4 separate regions of the Mus musculus genome follow, and regions 1, 2 and 3 are each linked to region 4. A link is a contact called in public Hi-C and HiChIP or PLAC-seq data. All regions are on one chromosome and are shown on one strand. Each heading gives the region's core, a stretch centred on a gene start, on an enhancer-like site or on the middle of the called end of the contact. The rest is flanking DNA. Distances are from core to core; before and after follow the strand shown.

Region 1 (2,700 bases), core at 194-2,693, 640 kb after region 4:
TGGAGCAAGTTTTACATTACGGGCTCAAATAGCAAGAGCCTCTACTTCTGAAGTCCACTCCGCAGAGAGAGCGGCTTTGACTTGACAATGGGAAAGAACAGTAGCCATGTGTTAGCAACTGTGTTAGCAACTTGGAAGTTTAAAGAGTGCAGAAACCAACTTGACTCTTCATTTAGCCACACCCAACTCCTTAACAGTTGGCCTCAGTTTCCCTTATTTTTAAGTGGATTCTATAACTGCATTGCCCTCCCCTGGCTGTTAAGAGCATTAAAAAAATATTTTTTTTCCCAAAACACTCATCACTAGACCACATGCACCAGCAGCAAAATCAGCATCCCTAGAGACACAGGCCCAGATCTGTAGTGTGCAATCTATTGGACCAGGAGCTGTAGCACTCACCACAAGATTGGAAAGGAAACAATGGACTTCTTTGTCCAACCAAAAGAGAGACACTAACACATGTAAAATTTCTAAGTTCACTTCTCAGAAGCAATTCTTAGACCTACACCACCCTTCTCCCCTCAAATGTCTAATGGTCTATCCCAATGTAATAGTCAAACAACCTATTGACTTTTTTTCGTCTTCACTTCACTAACTGCTACTCATTCAAATATGAGAAGCTTCCCGACTCCTCAGACTCTGCTGGGTCCCTTGTATTAAGCCTTCTTAGCAACCTGTATTTCTCTTTCACAGCCCTTATCAACATTGCCAATTAAATCATCGAGATTATCATTGTTTCCTGCATATGAATTGGTATGTACACATAGCTGTGTACCTCGTCATGTTAGTGCTGGCCCCGGCTTTGCTCTCCTCTGCCCCTCTCTTATCTAATATAGTAGGCAGAGAGCCGGTAAATATTTGTTGACCAGATAAACGACCGAATGGAAAGCAAATGAGCAATCATTGATGGTCTGATGTTGTGAAAGAACTGAAGTGGGTGGAGTAAAAGTTGAGGATCCTTCCAGCCTGCACTAACAAACCACCTCTTACAAAGCTGGGCAGCTCATGCCTGTGAATGTGGCATCTAGGAGGTAGGAGCAGGAAGAGCAGGGAGTTCAAGGCCAGCTTTGACTATATAGCCTGGGCTCCGGGAGACCCTGTCTCCAAAGAACAAGAAACAAACAAAACAAACGATTGCCGCTATACCCACAATGTGCTTCCTCCATGGATAAGAGACCACGTAGAGTCCTGTTTCCTGGGCTGCGCTGGCCTCGGTTCAAGCAGCTGGTACCCCATTCTCTTGGGAGTTAAAATTAGTATCAGTAACCCACACACAGCCATACCCCCTCACACCCCATCCCACCCCCACCCCATGAAGAAGACTCTAATCATGCAAGGACCCAGGTGGGGCTTTCTGACAGATTTAAAGTTAGAAGGGAAGGTAGCAGACACCGGAAGGTAGCAGCCACCGGCTTCCGGAGGCACCAGGACTTCCTGCCTTTAAGCCGTGCTGGGTTCCTGTCCTGCCTTCCCCACCCTTCCCCCACGCATCAGCCTCAACAGAGTTGCTGCTCTCTCTGCCATTTGAACTCAAATCCTATCTCGGAAATTGATGGGTGATGCTGCCCTTGACAACACAGTGTCAGCTTAACTCAGTGTCCAGCTGGTTCTGTGCACATTATCATAATGCGCTGCCTGGGCGGGCGCTGCCTGGGCGGACTCTGCTCGATGCTTGCTCTTGCTTCGTGTCCTTCTCTGCCTTCTGACATACAGAGATTGCTTGTTTAAAAATAAAAATAGAGACAATATCTTAGGAGAGGTTTTGATTTTTAGAATTTCTCTAGAACAGAAACTCTACCTTAATGGCAAAATGAACCTAAAAAGCTTTCTTTCAACCAACAACAACAAAAAAAAAAGACAAACAACAAACAAAAACACAGGGTTTATTGGGAAAAAATAAAAATGAATATTTCCCAGGGCCTTACATGTTTCCTATTAAATTGAATGAATTATTATTTTTTATCTTTAAAGCCTTTCTAACAGCATGCTTCAAACTTAAGTCATAATTTTGCTACATTCCAGTACCATGTAGGCAATTACTTACTTGATTTTATCGAGTTGTGATTTTTATTTTAACCATCTAATACTTTCTCTAAGCTTGATCTTACCCTAAGCACTAATGTCCATGAGATCACCGTTTTGAAGTAACAGCTGTGGTTTTTTTCCCTAATGGATTAAGATAGGCATATAGCTATTGTAAGATATCTTAAGTCATGCATGGGGATATATACCTGTACCCTGCAACTCAGGGACAGAGGTAGATGGATTATGAGTTTGGAGCCAGCCTAGGCTGCTTAATGAGATCTTGGTGTGTGAGTTTGTATGTGTTCAGGTATGCATGCCCCTACATACGAATGGTCAAGCAGAATATCCATTGGGTATTTTTCTCTCACTTTCTGCCATATCCCCTTGAGACAGTCTCTCACTGAACTGAAAGCTTGACATTTTGACTATGCTAGCCTGTGAGTTTAACTCGGCAGAACTATCACCTCGGTGTTTGGGTCGCTACCCCGAAAAGCTGTGTCTGTAGTTCCTCACGAAGTCAGAGACATTCTCACAGAATCATCAGAGCTTGAAGGGCGATCCCAAACCTCCACTTAATGATGAGGGGACAAAGGGCCAGAGAATTCCTAGTCCATCCTCAAAGCCATGTATGAAAGCAAGAGAAAGCTCCATCTTAACAAATTTCCGTAAGTAAAA
Region 2 (2,700 bases), core at 92-2,591, 610 kb after region 4:
TATGCATACAAACATGTAGGTAATGCATTCATACACAAAAAATAAAAATAAACAAATCTAAAAATATGTTATGAAATGAATGTCTTCCATACATAATATTCTAAACATTCCTGAAATAAATCCATGTGTAAATATGCTCATAACTCTACTAAATGTTTGACTCCAGTAGGCACAATTACCCTTACAGGAATCCATTCTTCTTAACCCAGTAATATTAGAACACTCACCAAATAACTCACTATCAAAGTGACAACTCGACTAGCTTTGCACTTATATCCCAACAGGAGCACGGGCTGCTGTCTATATGGTTTCTATATGGTAAGGAAAAGGAACACTGCTCAACATTTGTGGCTTCAATAAGAAATGAAGTAAATATTTTAAGGTATTAAAGAGTTTGAGAAATGGCTTAGTTGTTAAAACTACTTGCTGTTCTTCTAGAGAACAAAGTCCTTGGGTAGCCTACAACTGCTTTTAAATCAATCCAGCTAGAGAATCTTATGCCCTCTTCCTGTCTCTTGGGGTACTGCACACACATGTACATGCATACACAAACACACACACATGCATATGCACACACACAAGCACACAAGTCAAAATAAAAATAAATCTAAAATGAAAAGAAGTTAAGACAGTAATAATAAAATGTCTACACTAAAAGAGTGTTTATTCCTAAACTTACACAACTTTAAATGTGATTTATTTATCTTCCTTGTGTATATGTGTGCTCATCCCTTCTGCTTTCACAGGAAGTAATAATATAAATAAACTACTGTGGGAAACTATTATCAAAATGAAAAGTAGAAGAATGCCAGTGTGGAGTACTATGTATTAGATGTGTAACTGCACAGAGGAAAGCTCCAAAGGTTAACAGAAGTAGCCTCTTTGGTTAAGTGTTCTTTGGTGAAGTTCAGTTTCCTCTGACTCCCTCTCTATTTCCTCCAACCCCTCAACAGCAAATACACATGCACATTACAGTCAAGGGAAACCATTAGGGACTGTATGATGATGGAAGACTCATGGACTGAGTCTTCATGGCCTGGAGAGACTACCCAGCTACCAGGAAGCAAAAATATGGTCCTTTCCAGCTGCCTATATGAGTGTTTGTTTACCCCAAACTCAGACAGGAGAGCCAGAAGAGCCCTGTGGTGTGGGCCCAAAAGACACAGGCTCATCACAAACTATGGGTGGCAAAGATGTCTCTGAGAGAGAGAGAGAGAGAGAGAGAGAGAGAGAGAGAGAGATCCAGATGTGGAGGTGGAGAAATGGGGCTCTACGTGACAGAAGCAGGGGAAAGAGCAGAGAGGACTGGAGCAGGCAGAGCAGCTGTGGAGGCAGCAGTCTGAAGAAACCACCTGCAAAGTCAGGAAGGCCGGAGAGGAAGCATGGGTCTGTGTGTGGTCTCTTGTGGCATCCAAAGGACACTAGGAGCAGGGAGGCATGATCCATGAACAGTTGGAGTGCTAAGAAAAACACGTTGTAGAGTCCTGGGGGAAGGCATGTCTTTGGGAGAGCTATCTTCTCTGAGGAACAACAGCATGTGCTCTCCATAGCTCCCTCGTACTCAATAATGAAGGTGATGACCTAAGCAACGCTGACCTGTTGTGGCCTTCTCGCGGTGCGCTCAGCACTAACCTAAGCTCTTCCGGGGACTTGTGCCCGATAGACTTCAGGGGGCAGGCATGGCTATTAAGTGGTTCATAAGTAAGGAGAGTGAATTTCAGGAAGGTTTAGAAACCTAACCAATTAGAAGCAGCAAGCTCCCCTGACTAATGGCTGTCATCATCATGCCACAACTGTCCTCTTTCTCTAGACTGCTTATCATGTTACAATAATTTCTGGACTTTACCCTCTCTCTCTGCCTTTGAAAACATCAATCTCATCCCTAGTAGCTCCTTTACCTTCCATGTCTGGAGCACTGGAAGCACACAACTGTTCTCTCTGGGAAGCTAAGCTGAGAACAGCTCCCCAGCAGAGCTCAGAAGCAACTCCACCAGCAGCCTACATGTGTGTCCTCTAGCCACTGGCTTTATATAAAAGAAAAGCAATGCGAAGTGCTGAGCCATGTGCAAAAAGAGAACTAGAACATACACCACACACACACACACACACACACATACACACACACACAATGCCAAATTTCCCGCACCAGCTTCACAACCCTGAACTAACTATCTGCCACATTAGAAAGTCAAGTAAGAAAAAAAAATCGACAGTACAGGGGAACACCAGGGCCAAAAAGGGGGAGTGGGTGGGCAGGGGAGTGGGGGTGGGTGGATATGGGGGACTTTTGGTATAGCATTGGAAATGTAAATGAGTTAAATACCTAATAAAAAAAAAAGAAAAAAAAAAAGAAAAAAAAAAAAAAGAAAAAGAAATCGAGTGTAAAGACTCAGCGGGATAGAGAAAAGGGAAGGGGCAGTTTGTTATTGTTTATGGAAAACTAATTAACACTAATCATCAGAAAAAAAACTCTCAAGTACAATAAAGGGCTTTGAACACAGACTCTGGGCTCTGCAATTGCCACATTCCATGCCTCAGTTTACCAGTAGAATCATAGGCTACAGAAGCTTGGATCTTCTCTGTGGGAGCTCAGAATAATATTAAATATGTTTTGTGTTTGGGTTGTGCTTCTCCAGGGATGCTAACGCACCTTCTAGATTAATTTTTTAATTTATGTATTAATAATTCGCACAGCATTCT
Region 3 (2,700 bases), core at 125-2,624, 770 kb after region 4:
ATATATATATATATACATATATATATATATATATATATATCCACTGAGTACTACATAGCTCTGCATTCAATAGGTAAGAGTTAAACAGAAAGTAATTTGTTGCTACTTGCAGGCATACATCACCAGTAAGATGTGTGTTCCCATTTAAAGGCTGCACATCTGGGATCAGTTGACGTATCCATCTGCTAACTACCCCAGTAAACAGTATGTCTGGGACCGTCAAACTCCTGCATCCATCACAAATTCCTGCTTTAATTGTGTGTTTACGTGGCAAACCTCTGCTTAAGTATATTTTAATACTGTTTTAAGCAGTTGTAATTGCTCCTTTCTTCTCCATAGTAACTCCAACACGTTTTATTTACCATTACGACAGACTGGGATTCTGCTAGCCCCATAGATAAATAAAGACATAAACCCTCATCCTGTACCAGAAAGAAACAGCAGAAGCTGTGAGGCCAAAACCAAGGGCTTTGATCTCCCAGCCCAGACATCATGGGTCTCTTGCATGAAATCAGTGCTTTGAGTCACAAGTTCAAATCTCTGCAAGGCCACTTCTGTCTTGCTCTATATTTTCAACTGGAGGAAAGGAATGGAGGAGGAGGAGGAGGAGGAGGAGGAGGAGGAGGAGGAGGAGGAGGAGGAGGAGGAGGAAAGCTTTGAAGAGAATAGTCAAACCTCTTACCTTGAGAAAGATAAGAAGCCAGCCACAGGTTTCCTTCATTGTCTTTAAGGATTGTTAATGTTCTGTGTATTAGAGAGTGAGAACTTCAAAGTTTTATAAGAGCTGGGCATCTTAAGGTTTAGGAGAGTGGATGGGGACAACGGGAGGGATTAACATGTGCTGAGGATGCCTAAAGTCACGTAGTGTAGCCTTAGATCTTACTGAAATGTTTTCATCGTCTCTTGATTGTGTTGGGAATGTGGGGAGCAGAGGCATCCCTGTTGCCATTCATGGCACAAGTCTGGAGGTTCCAAGAACAACTTTTAAGAACCACTTCTACCCTCCCACCATGTGGATTCCAGGGAAGATACTCAAGTCACTGCCCTTACCACCTGGTCCATCTTGCTGCCCCCTGAGCTGACTTTAAAGCTAGGATTTCATAATTGAGTTTACTAACAACCTGAAATCACAAGAAAATGGACGAGAAAGGGGAGGGGAGGGAAAGAGAAGAAGGCAAGGGCAAAAATGAAGGGGAAAACAAAAAGAAGAGGAGAGAGCAGCAGCCTCCATAATTAGGGAGAACTATGCAGAGGTCCCCTCACACAAGAGGGGATTTTACTATATTTTTCCAGCCTGCCCAACATATATATGTATAGCAGGATGTCAGACTTCACACGGTACTGTTTGGCCACTCCTCGGGTTTGAGGAACTGAAAATCTTGTGTGCCTGTGTATTATTGTACTGATGCAAATAGTGGACTTTTCTACTCGATTGACCATCATTTTCTCAGGCTGTTCTGTTTGCCACTTTCGGTTCCTACCTCATCTGTAAACGCTCACATAGTCATGGGGCAGAGCAGGGCACAGCCTCGGGGCTGCCAGCTGAGGACCCTCCTTTAGAGTTCAGGACTTACTTCCGATCAATCCAGTTAAATCACGGGTTGAATAGAAGCCGATCACCGAGGCCAGAGAGACTGGCTTGTCGAAGACACGGATTTCCAAGACTCTCAGCAAAGATGCTGGAGGCCGCTTTTTGCCTTGAGAATACTGAATGCAACTCCAAATTGCTTTTAATTCATTTGCCTTTGTGAGTTGGCCCCGTGAAAATGGATAAACCATCGCGTGTGAGGAATTGTTCTTCAGGGTGGCCCCTACTTAACAAGAGGGTGCTGTTTGATCTGTTTGATAATGATTACTGGTGTCTGTTCAGGCCTAAAGAGAAATAGGGGGTTTACTTCAGCAACCTCAAGCTTCCTGCCAAGCCAGTGCAGGCTGGTAAGAGTGTGGCAGGCGCAGAGGTCGTATGGCCCGCTAACCTCTTGGACAGTCTCTCTGTGTCTGTGACTAGGAAGCACTGAACACTCTTTCTGGACACCAACCTATGAGCACAAGTCCAAGATGGAGACACTCTGCACTTCTTGCCTACTCATTCCTCAGACCATTTTTCACTAGGACTTGTGGAGCCTTGAATACACATAAAAGGAAACTGAATTACTACTAAGGGGGAAATAACCTGAATCAACACAGGCCGGTGTGTGCCGGGTCTATTTTTATCCTGCAATCCTCAGAGGGGAGCGGGCACTGCAGAGAAGTAACTGGAATGCATTTATATCAACTTTAGACCTTATATCCAGTAATTGGCAGAGGTAAGATTCAAACTCAGGTCTCAGTCAACAGCATAAAACTTCAGCCCTCCCTGTTTGGTATCACCAGTAGCCAAGCCACATTGTTTTGTCCAGCACAAAACAGCCAGGGTTTCACATGAGGTCAAATTGGTTTCAAGCCAATTTCAACCCGTGCAAGCAAGGGTTAGACTTGCAAATGAACCCATCCTACCCTGTTCTGATGTTTCAGAAAACTCCTGCAAACTCTCTGCTGCTCATCTTTGGAAGCCATGTAAAATGATGGAGTCCCATCTCAGTCACCACCTTTCCCTGAGAGACACAGGATTTCTGATTGCAGTTGATGGTTTTTCTAGGACAGATCTCTGCTGGCTAATTATACCCTCATGGAATGAGTGTTGCCTGCACTGGAGAGGTT
Region 4 (2,700 bases), core at 157-2,656:
AGGCCACATTTGTCAGTACTTGCCGATGCTTTCCAACATAGTATCATTCGGTTTGTTCTTCAAATCATCTACTGACCACCCACCTATCCATCTACCCATCCACCCTTCTAACCATCCATTCATCCATTTATCCATCCAGCAACCTATCCATGTGTCTAACCACCTACCTACCCACCCACTCACCCACCTATCCATCCATCCATCCATCCATCCATCCATCCATCCATCCATCCATCCATCTATTCATACATTCACCTATCCACTCGGCTACCAGTTTATCTACCTATGTACCCACCTGTCCACCCTGCTCACCCACCCACCTATCTATCCATCCACCCATCCACTCTTCCATCTATCCATCCACCAATCTGTCCATTCACCTGTTCATACACGCCTACCCACTACCAGTTCAGCTACCTATCCACCCCACTCACCCAGTCACTTATCCACTACCCATCTAAAAAGCATCACAGACGGCATTCTTTAAAAATGTACAATGGACCAGTTATAGCCTCAGACTTAATACAAAACAAATTGGCAGATGACCCTAAAAAAAATAATAATAATAAATGCTCTTACAAGTGAGATACACCAAGTGTCTAATAGTGGTATTGGACAATCTTGAAATGCACATAAAGGAAAATGGGGCTGACTAAGAAAGCATTACTTTAGAGTGTGGGGACAGAGCTGTATCTTAAAGGATAACTGAAGTAGTACTGAGGCAAAGGAAAGGGGAAAATTGAGTAGAGGAGCCATGAAGAGGGAAGTAAGGAAAAGACGGACAGAAAATTGAAGTCCCAAAGTAGAGCAGCTAGGTGGAGTGAAGTATCTGAGAAGCAGGGAATGGGGAAGGTGGGAAGGCTGGTTGGTGCCAGACCCTGGAAAAGAGCACGGTTAAGTCAGTTAATCCAGTGTGGAGCAATGAGGCAGGGAGGGCTCCTGAGGCCCCATTCTCAGCCGAGGGGCAGATGGCTGGCTGCTGATACATTCAGGGGGAGGGAGAGTCAACTTTCTTTGGGGTTGTAGCCATGGGTAGGCTGCTCACACATATGGGCAGAACTAGTTAGAGAGAGAGAGAGAGAGAGAGAGAGAGAGAGGAAAAGACAGACAGACGGACCTAAAATTTCGAAGAAGTTGTGTTGAGGGAAGGCCAAGGGGAGTTGCAGGGAAGGAGTGGGAGGTAGATATATTGGATACATGTATGACATTTCCAAAGAGTATAAGAAATACAAACAGAAGAGCCTGGACTATAAAACTGGGGAACATAAAGCAGTAAGCTTCCCATCCTGGGACTGGAGACTTGAAGCCTCTCCCTGGCAGGGAGAGGCATCATGGAGGAAGTGCATCATGGTGTAGTATGTGGAGTGTTTGCCTTTTCTCTTAACCAAGTCACAGACCTTTCAGTGAGGCTTCAGTGGGTTCTGCTGTGTGTCTAATCAAGGAACCATGGACAGGCGCTAGTTATGATATCCCAGTTCTTTCAAAAAGGGAAGGAAACGTAGGCCTTTGCTTAGGGGACTGCATCTTAGTCGTGTCCGAACAGTAACTTCATGCGCAAAGCAAGTGAATTATCACCGTAATTAAAGTTTTCAACACACATCCCTGAAATTAGACATCTAGAAAAACAAAGCCAGTGTGCAGCTTGTTGAATTGGTAGATAGTAAATAACATTACAGTCACTCCACAAATGAAGAAGTGGAACAGCTGCCTGCACATGTAACTCTGTCTGTCCCAACTGTAACAAGTCCCCTTCTCTGAAAATAACTACTTTTTAATGACCCGCGTCTTACACTGGTCTATGGCTTTATCAGCTGTGGACATTACCTCATCCTCTAGTCTTGCTCGTGTATATGATTTTTAAATGTTATAGATCTTTTCAAGTCTATGGCTCCCCCTTCTTCATTGCCTTTAAAAACAATTACATGTATGTCATTACATGTATGAATGTACTTTATGTGTACAGACCTCAGAGGACAACTTCTAACTTTTCACCATGTATGTCCTTGGGATATATAACTACAGGTGCTCCGGCTTAGTGGCAGTGCGTCTACCCTTGAATCCTATCTCTGCCTGGGCTGGTTACATTTTTTGTTAACTTGATGCAGGCAAGGGTCACCTGGAAAGAGATTGAGAAATGCCTCCATAAGACTGTTCTGTAGACAAGTCCGTGAGGCATTTTCTTGATGGAAGAGGGTTCAGTCCACTGTGGGGTTGTACTATCCACATGTAGGTGGTCCTGGGTTCTCTAAAACCTAAATGGAGCAAGCCACTGGGAGCAAGTCAGTAGGCAGCATTCTCCCATGGCCTCTGATGAGCTCAACGGTGGGTACACAACAGAAACCAGTGACTATCCATCTCCTGGGCATCCATCAGTAACCAGTAGTTCAGCTCGGAGATGCAGGTCCCCATAACCCTATAAGTCCTTTCCCATTAATGATTGAGTATGGGGCTGGAGAGATGCCTCAGTGGTTAAGAGCACTGACTGCTCTTCCGGATGTTCTGATTTCAATTCCCAGCAACCACATAGTGGCTCACAACCATCTGTAATGGGATTTGATGCACTCTTTAGGTGTGTCCGAAGACAGCTACAATGTACTCATATAACATAATAAATAAATAAATAAATAAATAAATAAATAAATAAATCTTAAACAAAATGAGTATGGATGGGCTCAGTCTTGTACAGGTTCAATATAGACA

Evidence for each region. HiChIP or PLAC-seq counts read pairs in DNA pulled down with a chosen protein or histone mark. Hi-C and Micro-C count contacts between places; a contact is called where the count stands out from the background.
Region 1: a contact with region 4 is called in an H3K27ac HiChIP or PLAC-seq map of large pre-B cells, with 14 times the contacts expected there. The contact joins two enhancer-like sites. A contact is called at or near these places in 1 of 39 promoter capture datasets (the C10 cell line), 2 of 15 datasets of contacts at CTCF or cohesin (large pre-B cells and pro-B cells), 8 of 484 Hi-C or Micro-C datasets (the C10 cell line, cortical neurons, embryonic fibroblasts and 4 more) and 2 of 115 datasets of contacts at active chromatin or transcription factors (embryonic basal ganglia and large pre-B cells).
Region 2: a CTCF HiChIP or PLAC-seq map of large pre-B cells shows a contact between it and region 4, with 22 times the contacts expected there. The contact joins two enhancer-like sites. A contact is called at or near these places in 2 of 15 datasets of contacts at CTCF or cohesin (large pre-B cells and pro-B cells), 1 of 484 Hi-C or Micro-C datasets (uterus) and 2 of 9 other capture datasets (adipose tissue and embryonic tail).
Region 3: a contact with region 4 is called in a Hi-C map of B cells, with 2.9 times the contacts expected there. The contact joins two enhancer-like sites. A contact is called at or near these places in 3 of 15 datasets of contacts at CTCF or cohesin (large pre-B cells, pro-B cells and stem cell-derived epiblast-like cells), 9 of 484 Hi-C or Micro-C datasets (B cells, CD4 T cells, brown adipocytes and 5 more), 1 of 115 datasets of contacts at active chromatin or transcription factors (large pre-B cells) and 1 of 9 other capture datasets (embryonic stem cells).

What each region holds. Positions count from the first base shown.
Region 1 is chr11:44,891,849-44,894,548 of GRCm38.p6, reverse strand. The region is part of intron 8 of Ebf1 (early B cell factor 1); the gene reads right to left. Among named protein-coding and RNA genes, the nearest start is that of Gm51859, 200 kb to the left of the region's middle. Within about 2 kb of position 1,443, at least 71 of the 459 cell types and tissues checked have an H3K27ac peak or open chromatin away from gene starts, as enhancers often do.
Region 2 is chr11:44,918,987-44,921,686 of GRCm38.p6, reverse strand. The region is part of intron 9 of Ebf1 (early B cell factor 1); the gene reads right to left. Among named protein-coding and RNA genes, the nearest start is that of Gm51859, 170 kb to the left of the region's middle. Within about 2 kb of position 1,341, at least 7 of the 459 cell types and tissues checked have an H3K27ac peak or open chromatin away from gene starts, as enhancers often do.
Region 3 is chr11:44,763,940-44,766,639 of GRCm38.p6, reverse strand. All of the region lies in intron 6 of Ebf1 (early B cell factor 1), which reads right to left. Among named protein-coding and RNA genes, the nearest start is that of Ebf1, 150 kb to the right of the region's middle. Within about 2 kb of position 1,374, at least 23 of the 459 cell types and tissues checked have an H3K27ac peak or open chromatin away from gene starts, as enhancers often do. A contact at or near this core is called in B cells, where this site is marked.
Region 4 is chr11:45,530,252-45,532,951 of GRCm38.p6, reverse strand. No RefSeq gene overlaps it. Among named protein-coding and RNA genes, the nearest start is that of Gm22284, 110 kb to the left of the region's middle. Within about 2 kb of position 1,406, at least 6 of the 459 cell types and tissues checked have an H3K27ac peak or open chromatin away from gene starts, as enhancers often do. A contact at or near this core is called in B cells, where this site is marked.